2 separate regions of the Canis lupus genome follow, and region 2 is linked to region 1. A link is a contact called in public Hi-C data. All regions are on one chromosome and are shown on one strand. Each heading gives the region's core, a stretch centred on a gene start, on an enhancer-like site or on the middle of the called end of the contact. The rest is flanking DNA. Distances are from core to core; before and after follow the strand shown. Region 1 overlaps CCR7 (C-C chemokine receptor type 7). Region 2 holds the start of IGFBP4 (insulin-like growth factor-binding protein 4).

The links. A called contact is a pair of places that touch in the nucleus more often than the background predicts.
Region 2: a contact with region 1 is called in a Hi-C map of blood, with 2.1 times the contacts expected there. The contact joins the promoter of IGFBP4 here to the enhancer-like site in region 1. A contact is called at or near these places in 3 of 9 Hi-C or Micro-C datasets (amygdala, blood and skin fibroblasts).

The regions. Positions count from the first base shown.
Region 1 is chr9:22,042,439-22,047,359 of UU_Cfam_GSD_1.0, forward strand. It overlaps CCR7 (C-C chemokine receptor type 7), which reads left to right. Exons shown (of 3, transcript XM_038547377.1): 3 at 1-1,041. Among named protein-coding and RNA genes, the nearest start is that of CCR7, 25 kb to the left of the region's middle. Within about 2 kb of position 1,998, at least 3 of the 20 cell types and tissues checked have an H3K27ac peak or open chromatin away from gene starts, as enhancers often do.
Region 2 is chr9:22,129,491-22,134,411 of UU_Cfam_GSD_1.0, forward strand. IGFBP4 (insulin-like growth factor-binding protein 4) reads right to left here and starts at 2,801. Exons shown (of 4, transcript XM_038547380.1): 1 at 2,419-2,801. The coding sequence starts at 2,767. It overlaps LOC106559289 (a long non-coding RNA gene), which reads left to right. Exons shown (of 4, transcript XR_005364389.1): 1 at 1-299; 2 at 1,685-4,845.

The sequences.
Region 1 (4,921 bases), core at 748-3,247:
CGATCCTCAGCTCCTGAATGGAGGAATTCAAAGGAATGCTCATGAACAGGAAGCCAGGCCAACCGCACAAACACGCCATCTCGGCTTCAAATACATTTTTCTAAAGTAATTGGACATCTCTGAATATTTACAAAGACAGCAAAACCCCAGCAATGTTAATTCCCCAAACTGCTCTATCTCGGCTCCTTGCTGGCCTGGCCACTGCTCCCTTGCCCAGTGCTCTCATGTGTCTCCCCTGAACTTAGGGAGGACCCCTAGGAGGAAGGAACAGACTCACTGGGGAGCCCCCTCACCCAGGGCTTCTCTCTCTCTCTCTCTCTCTCTCTCTCTCTCTGTCTCATCTGTTTCATACAACTGCCCCATCTTCCTGGGCTCATGGCCCCAAAGCTCCTCCTCCCCTCTTGCAGCTCCCCCTGTTTCCCATCCCCAGCCTCCCTGGATGCAGCCCCAAGACAAGTCTGTCCTTCCAGCCAGAAGCACTGAACCTCAAGAATCGTGGATTCACAGAGCTGCGAGGGACCTCAAAGATTAGCTGGTCCAACCCAATCATTCTCTAGATGGGGAAACTGAGGCCCAGAAGAAGGAACTGACTTGCTTGAAGAGATATTGCAATATAAGGATACTGAATAAACTTGCCTTGGGGGGCCTAAGGATCTGGCAGGATGGATGAGAGGTGGATGAGGGAGAGCAGATGCTCGGAAGCCTGGCTGACTGTGAACCTCATCTCTATTGCTTCCCAGCTGTGTGACCTTCAGCTGTTGCTCAACTGCTCTGAGTCTCAGATTTCTCAACTGCAAAATGGAGAGGATTTGGCAAACGTCTAGCCTGGTGCCTGGAATATTGAATGTGGTGATGAGGAGCACGGGCTCTGCGGCCAGACTGCCTGGTTTGAATTTCAGCTGCGCTACTTGGGCTCCTTACTTAGTCTCTCTGTGTTTCAGTTTCCTAATCTGTGTGATGGGGAAAATCATAGCACCTACCTCCTAGGACTGTTGTGAGGAGCAAATAAATACATATATGTAAAATGCTTAGAAATCCTTATGGAAGTGTTGTGTTGTGGATAATCATTAAGAAATGTTTAATACATGATAGCTAAAAAAAAAAAAAAAAAAGTTGCTAACCACAAGGAAACCAAATTCAATTACCTAGCCCCATTTCCCTACAACTTATAAATCAAGTTGAAGGACAGCTGGAAGATTAGTCAGGTCACATTCCACCAGTTGTACAGGTAAGTCAACTGAGGCTCAGAGAGGTAAATTACTCACCTGAGGTCTCTTAGGAGTTCTTGGCCATGATAGAACTTGAACCCAGGTTCCCGAGCTCCATTCAGAGCTCTTCCTAGAGACCTCCTGCACTCTTCTGTATTCCCCTACACGCCCACCCTGGCATATGCTACCCCCATCCCAGACCATCTAGCTCTGCTATGGCAAGCACCATCCCTCCTGTCCTGTGACCAGGTCCTTAAGGAGCATCTCCCCTTGCCCCCATAAATAGTCCCTGTTCTTGCTATTGAGTCCAGGAAAATGAGATACAAAGAAAAGAAATATGGTGGGGTGTCCGGGTGGCTCAGTTGGTTAAGCATCTGCCTTTGGCTCAGGTTGAGCCCCGGGTCCTGGGATCAAGCCCCTCATTAGACTCTCTGCTCAGGGGAGAGTCTGCTCCCTTTCCCTCTGCTATTCCCCTAACTCATGCTTTCTCTCTCTCTCTCTCTCTCAAATAAAATATTTTTTAAAAAATAAAAGAAATATGGCAGTAGGCCCAAAGGAATTCAGGCAACTGAATCTTTTTAAGAAAGAATTCTCTGAGAGTTAGTTTTATTTCTGTTATTGAAGGTAAATAGTTGGAGGGGAGAAGAAACAGTCCTACAGGAGCAGGGGTGGGAGTTGAGGCAAATGAGATGGGGAGCCAAGGGGGGCAATTCTGAGTAGGGAGTAGAAGTAGGGGTAGGTGGGGCAGGGATGCATTCTAGGGACTACCCAGCTAGGGGCCGGACCTGGAGAGTATTGTCAGTGAGTGGAAAGGACTCCCCACATACACAACTTTCCTGGGCCTCCCAATCACAGGTGGGGAAAGGGGGCTATATTAGTCTTAGAGACAGGTGGACTTGTGGCCTTCTTTGCCAGGAGGGGGTTGGAAATGTCCCAGTTTCCCTGGTCTGAACCCCTAGAAAAACTGCAGGGAGTAAAAGAGGGGGTGCTTCTCCCTGAAATCAAAACAGCAACCCTGACAGCCCTCCCAGCCTCCACCCTATGAGAGCAGATGTTTGAGAGGCACTGCAGGGAGTAGAAGCCTCATTACACAAACACACGTGCGCACACACACACACACACACACACACACACACACGTGCGTGCATATACACCACCCCCCAGCTCAGTCATTTGTCTTGTTGGGGGCCTAGAAAGAGACACACAGACAAGGGGTCTGCTGCAGAAAATGCTACACAGCCCCTTGCTCTGCCAAAGCAGCTCAAGACTAACGAATCTCAGCTGTTCTCCGAAATCAGAAATGAGCGCCGGTGAATGCTCCCACAGACTCGTGTATGTGTGTGTGTGTGTGTGTGTGTGTGTGCGTGTGTGTCCCAATTCAGACTGCTCTTCCTCCCCATTCACTGTGAGGATGGATATAATCTTATTTTTGTCTCTTGCTCCCCTAACACCAGGGAATTCACTTGCTGAGTTGTCTCGTGTGTTGTAGGAACCACCGCACTGTGTGGCCTCTGGGTTCTCATCTCTGTGTAAACAAACACGGGCTCGCACGAGCAGAGCAGGATCTCCACTCCCTCCTGCCGCAGTAGGTCCCGAGGTCGGCCGACTGTCCGCTTAGCAAGAGGGCAGGTGAGGACACACGTCTGGCCCCCGAGCCCTCTTGTGCCCATGTCAGAGCCTGCTGAAGGCAGCAGAGTTTATGTTTGCTCCAAGTAAATATCTGACATCGTGAAGTTCAAAGGATGCCACAGATGAAATGCCCCAAATCCTTTCCCGGCGTGTAAAGGAGGCCTGGAAAATGCATGCGCATTTATCGTTTACGGTTTATGCAAACTGTACTCGAGTAGCTGAAAACAGGAACATGGTCACATGTGAAGGCGAGTGATGCATTCCTCCCAGGCCCAGGAGATGTTTTCTGTGGCCGAGGCAGGGGCCAGGAGTCGCCCACGGTGGCACCAGCTCTGTCTCTTGCCTGCAAGCTGGGGCTTCCTTCCTCCCCCATAGCTAACTCCCTGGCTGGACACTGGCGTCCTGCCTGCGCTAACACCTCTTCCCACCTGCCTTCTCTGTCCCCAATTTCAGGGACACTCAGCTGCCAAGGGGTGCTGCTGGCAACCTCGGCCTTGGCAGTCCGGGAGAAGGGGAGTAAGAAGAACAACGGGAAGCTCTGAGCCTTGGGGGGTTCAGGGAGAACTCCCCCACCTTCATCTCCATCTTCAGATCAGGATACAGGCCTGGACACCTGGAATCCTTCAGCCCCTGTTAAAGGTAGAACTTGGATTTTTGTCCAGGAATGACACCTACTCTGCCTCCTTCTCAGTTACCCCTCCACCCCCGCCAAGTCTCCCTACCCCCTAACTCGGGGAGACTGTGGGCTGCCTAGAGCTTATGAGATTTCATCGCCAAGAGAGTCAGAGGCTAGGTGACAGCAGGGTGGGGGGCTGTCTCACATTCACCGAGTGCCCATGACGTGCCAGGGACTGGGCTGGGCATACTACCTTCCACTGAATTCTTGGGACAGCAGGTGAAGAACTTGAGGTTTAGGAAGTTTGTGTGACTTCCCTGGGGTGACACAGCTAGAGAGAATAACTATGCCCTTACCACAGTATTATGTACTTTACACTGTATGGAGCAACAAATTTTAACTCATTTCATCCTCACACCAACCCTGCTGGAGTCCCATTTTACAGATGGGAAACTGAGACTCAGAGAGGATAAATAACTATGCCAAAATACACAGCTCCAACATGATACATCTACTAAGTGATTTGGACCAGTTCTAGCTGGCCTCTGAAGCCCGTACTCTTGCCACTCTACTACATGAGCCAACTAAATAGCTGTTCATTCATTACCAAATACACATGGAGCCCCTACTTTGTGCCAGGCAGGCATTGTGCCAACATTCTCAAAATGTACCAGACAACATTTTGCAAAACCTACTAGACACAAAGCTCTGACCTGGGAGGAGGGAAAATCAAATAACAAAGATCCAGCCCCCACCCACCAGAGAGATGAGACCCCAGAGCCCCATAGCAACCAGGTCTTGCTGCTCCTCAAAAGCTTGGTCTTCCCTTCTCTCTTCCAGGCTCTGCATCCCAACCAGCATTCCTCCAGAGGTCAGCCCTACAGAGCTGGAGGCCCCAGGAGGCAAGTGTCTTGGCTGCCACAGACATACTGGGCAAGACGGGTGCCCAACTTTCCCTCTCCAGGCTGCCATTTCCCTAACTGCAAGGTGGGGGAGCTGGACCCAGTGATTTCTACCATTGCTTCCAGCTCTGCTGTACTGCAGACACCTCATCTGGGTGGGGTCAGCCAGGCAGGGCTCCGGGCATGCTGATGCCTGGAAGGGGTACAGAGTGAGTGGGTGAGGGGCTGAGGAAGCCACCCCACCCCCAGCTGTGGTTTCTGGTGGGGCCACCCTGGCAGCAGGTGGAGGGAAGTGTTTGTCACCCTTCCAACAAAGCAGTAAAACAAAAGCCTCCCAAGGCACTATGGGAGCAGGCGGCAAAGGCGCCAAAAAGGCCAAAAATAAAACACACCTTTCCTTTGATAGACACCAGCAGCTGCCGAGGGGCCTGGCCTGGGGGTGGTGAGGAAAAGCTTAGATTTCGTGCCTGAGAGCGCGCCCCAACACACTGACATATACAAGTACACACATATACACATATACAAGTTGCACATACTCATATCCACAACCAGCTTCACCAGCCTGA
Region 2 (4,921 bases), core at 1,551-4,050, 88 kb after region 1:
AATTGGCTGCCCTCCCCCAGTCACCTGCTGAAGTTTAGCTATAAGAGGAAAAGGCAGAAAGAGAAGCCGGATACCCTCTGCCAAACTATTCCCAAGGCAAGAGGAGTCTAAGCCTTGGGACCAGGAGGGACAGTGGAAGGCTAGAAAGAATAGCAGGGATAAGCCCTGACCTCTGGCCATCTTGTCTCACCAGAGACCCTGCAGGGCTGTTGTACAATTCTAGGGGGCACCTTTCACATGGTGTGGGGGATGCTTCTGTGATGACTAGGAGATGAGAAGGCATGGACACAGCTTGCCGAGTAGGTACCTAGTTTCCCCAGGATTCTGCAGGCTTGCCCTTTCCCTCTGCATACCCTGCATGGGTGGAGGACAGGCAAGGAGGGAGAGGTGGGTGTTAGAGATATGGACCCTGTAATCCCAAGAGGATATAAAGGCCGATTTACATGATGTACACGGGACAATCACAAACTTCATACCATTTCCCCCAAAGCCCCTAGGGGATTAGATTTTTCTCCACTATAGGATGATGTGCTCCTACCCATCCAGGGAGGAAGGGGTGCTTAAGACCCTCTGAGGGCTCTTCTGCCCCAAGTTCATATACTGGGAGAGGAGAAGGCTAGCACTCATCCTAATCTGATACCGGATACATACCCATTGGCCGGTGGAGGATGGAGATACGAAGGGAAAGAGGTCCCATTATACTCAGGGAGCCCAAGGGCTCAGCCCTCACTCCCAATCTGGTCTGGTACCAGTGCTCCTCCCCTCCCACAGGCACTGGCATCTGTGCCCCAGGATCAAGGCCTTACTCCCTCAAGATGCCCTCTCCTCCAGCCCCCCTGATTCCCAGATGTGCCGGGTGCCAGACTGGCATTTCTCCTAGAATGTTTTCTGCTGACCCATCTCTCACTGCCTAGGGACAGGAAGGGCAGAGAGGCCTGAGGCCCAGACCCCTGGGGTCCACGTCCTTCCTGTTTTCCCTGCATCCTGCTTTCCTCCGCTAACAAGCTGCAGAGGATTGAGGAAGTGGAACGGTCTGGGACCCAGGGCAGGAAGCTTGGGGCCAGAGTCCCAGCATCCGGACTGCAACAATGGAAGCTTCAAGCCCCAGGAAAAGAGACAGACACAGACAGAGGCACAGGGAGAGCAAAACAGAGTCAGAGAGGGAACAAGAAACAGAGGCAGAGATGCAGAAAGGCTGACAGAGAGAGAGATTCCAAAAGTAACAGAGAAAGACAGGAACAAAGGCAGAAAGAGAAACAATGACAGAGACGTGGAGAAAAAGCCACAGAAAGGGGCTGAAGAGAAAGTGAGAGAAGTGGGACCACAAAAGCAGAAAGGGAACAAGAGAAAGAGAAACTGATAACAGGCCAAAGACACTGAGGAAAGGAGAGCTCCGGAATGCTGGTAGTGAAACTAGAGATTGAGAGACACAGCAGGAAATAACAAAAGAATAAGAAAGTATGAAAGACTGAGAGCGATTCTAAGGAGAATCTGAGAGGCTCACTGAGAAATGGAAAAAGAGAAAGTGTAAGAATGAGTTTAGGGCAAAGGGCCTTCTAAACCTCTCCCTCTTCCTCTCTCTCTCCCTCTCCCTCTCCCTCTCCCTCGTCTCTCCCCCGCCCCTTCTCCCGCCTCCCCCTCTTCCTCTCTCTCCTTTCTTTACTCCCTATCCCACACCCGTTAGGTTTCTATAGCGCTGGGCCAGGAGCCAAGACTTGCTTCTCTTCTGCCACCTCAGACGACACCTGCCAGGAAAGAGGAACGGGGTGCCCGTGTACCAGGGCAGGATGAGGCGCCCAGGCCTGACAGAGAGACCTCTGTCTCCCCAGTGCCTCTCAAACAGCAAGGTGAGCTACCCAGGGGCTTTGGGGAGGGGCAGTGTCGATGCTCCTCACCACCAAAGCCCCTCTGATCGGCATGTCCCACTCCACCCCACCTCAATGTCAAAAGGCCAAGTCCTGGCTTCTTAAACCCCTGGGGTTTCACCTGTGGCCAGGATGAGGGGAGTTCCAGGATCAAGAACAGAAAGCCACCACCACCACCATCCCCATCCTCTAGTTATCTGACCCTAAGCGGCTCACTTGCAGGCTGCTGGCTGGACCAGGTCAGGTAGTGTTCCACTCGTGCACCATCAGCCGGGGCTACCATTGAGCCCTCTCTTCCCAAATAGGCACCTCTGGGAGGTTTGAGATGGAAGGCTGGGACAAAATCTTCCTTGCTGGTGGCAACAGGCTGCTAGGGACTCAATAGCAGTTTCAGTGGGTGAGCCTGTCCCATGCCAGTCCACCCTGCCAGGTACCTGCCTTCTCTTTAATTCACGGGAGATTTTCAAGGGCTTTCCCAGACAGCCTGAATGGGGAAGGGGCTTCTAGGAGGAGAGAACACTAGAGAGGGCATGCAAGGACAGGGGCACCTTACCAGAGGGCTGCAGGCTCTCCTGGATGGCCTCGATCTCCGACAGCTCCATGCACACGCCTTGCCCGTGCATCAGCGTGTGCAGGGGCTTCTCCACCCCCCGGGGCGGGTAGCAGCGCAGGCCCGAGCCGCAGCGAGGGGTATACACCCCGCAGGGCATCCCCTTGCCCAGGGCGCAAGTGGCGCAACAGCCGCAGCCCGGCTCCCGCACCAGCTCCTCGCAGCCCACGGGGGGGCGGCAGCGCGCCAGCTTCTCCTCGGAGCAGGACGGGCAGTGGATGGCTTCGTCGCCCAGGCTCGGCCCGGGCCCGGCGGCCAGCAGCAGCGCGGCCACGAGGCAGAGGGGCAGCATGACCGAGCTAGGACGGGGCGCGGGCGCGGGCGCGGACGCGGGCGCGGGCGCGGGCGCGGGGCGCGGGAGCGGAGAGGGAGAGGGAGAGCCCGCGCTCAGACTGGCGGCAGGGACACGCGGCGACAGCGCCCGGCGCTCCTGGAGGACTCGACCCGGAGGGCGCGGGGAGACGGGGCGGCCCCGCTGGCGGACAGGGACCGAGCCAGGGAAGTTAGCAAGCGGGCTGGAGGGGAGCGAGCCTGGCCGCCGAGGCGCTGCGCCGCATCCTCGGCCCGGCCCTGGCGGCGGGCGGCGGGGGGGCAGGGGGCTGAGCGGCTGCCCGGGACCGGCTCCCCCGGACTTTATACCGGCCCCTGGCCACACCCCCAGCGCCTTCCCAGAGGTGGGGGAGCGGGGGCGCCGGGGGGGAGAGGGAGAGGCGGCCGTTAGGGGGAGGGGGCGCTGTCCTGAGTCGCCGCCGCCGCCGCCGCCGCCGCCGCTATAACATCTGAAAGTCCTTTTCTGCCGCAGAAGGAAGCGGCGCAGTTTGGAAGCCGTGGCAGGCGCCGAAAGCGCCTCTGAACCGGAGCCTGGGAGGGGAGGGAAAGGAAGAGGAGACGCCAAGGGGCTGTTCTTTGGCCCCCTCCCCCGACCTTGGAGGATTCCTTCCCTACCCCGCCGGGGCGGCTGCAGCCCCGCCCCCACCCCACCCCCAAGAACGCGACCTCCTAGCCGGGACTGCTAGTTCGGCGGATTCAGTCTCCCTGGCCCGAGTCCTTTCCACCCTCCTTCGTGCTTCCAGTCCCAACCACTGGAGACCAAGTCGAGTGAAGTGGGGAAAGGGAAGCAAGCACCTATCGAGGGACCCAGAAGGGCCTGATGGCCCTAAGAAGTTAGGTTCTCTTCCCACTTGCCCTTCCAACTCCTTCCCCCAGCCACCCACCCGCGAAGCACGCGCCCTGGCTCCTCAGGGCTCATCTGGGTCCTGGTCCATTCTGCCTTCCTGAAAACTGAATCAACTGAGCTGGAGAAGGAGGTGCCCAGCCTCTTCTTCCTACCTGGATGTTTGCCTCTACTGCCCGACTCCCTCCCAGAGGAGGATTGGCTAGGGAGATTGTCACTCTCAGTGTGCAAACTGTGCATCGCACAACTCCAGGGGGCACCATTTCTCTTGTAGTCATGGTAGGTTTGTGTAGCTGTTATGACAGTTTTCCAGCAGATGGCAGTCAAGCATTTCGAGGTAGGGATGCCTTTTTCTAATTCAGCCAGCCGTTGCTATTTGGGCTAGTATGTCGGCTGGCTAGGCCCTCTGTGAGATCCTATTGGTTGGTACCTGTTTACCCCACTCTTGCCTCAGTCCTGCTGGGATCCAGAGGGACCCTAGAGTAACATTTGAGCAGGGATCCATCTCCTAGGATCTCTCTCTGGTCCCCCAGGTACTCATCATCCTTCCCCACAAAGGTTTCTCTGTCCTGGAGCTGGTTTCAGGGTAAGAGTGCCTGTCAGGGCACAATCCGTGACCCACTGTGGATTTTTTTTTTTTTTTCTTTTGGCTTGACTTGGCTTGGCTTGGCTTGGCTTAGCCTAGAAAGCAGCAAGGCAGCCAAGCAAAAGTGCAGATCAGAGACCGTTTTCCTCCTTCCAGCTTCCTCTCCCAGGGCAGCAGTCTTTCAGTCTCACAGTAATTAGGCCCTTTCCTACTTTCTCCAAGTGTAGACTTGTCCAGGTGAGAGGAGGAAGAGCAGAGCAGCTAGCTGAACTTGTAGGGACAGAATCAAAAAGTTGCAAACTGACGGCACCTACTGGCAATCATCGAGACTGCAGAAGGTCTGGAGAGTTCTGACCAGTGACAAGATTCTGGGATTCTCTCCCTGCTGTCTCAGAGACGTACTGGGGTCTCTCCATCTTGGAGTAGGGCAAACAGAGCCAGAACCAGATTCCTCATATCCCTGTGGAAAGCCCAGCCTGTTCCTGATTCAGAAAACTTCCCCCAGCCCTATCCCCCTCTATCATCACTGAACCCAGTTCTGCCATCAGCTTATTGTATGAACTTGGACGCCGCTCCTTGGAGCTTGAATGTCCTGAACCATAAAATAGAGGTAGGTCATCTCTGTCTATCCTGCCTCTTGAAGCTCTTGTGAGAGTAAAACGGGACCAGAAAGGATGATTCTGATA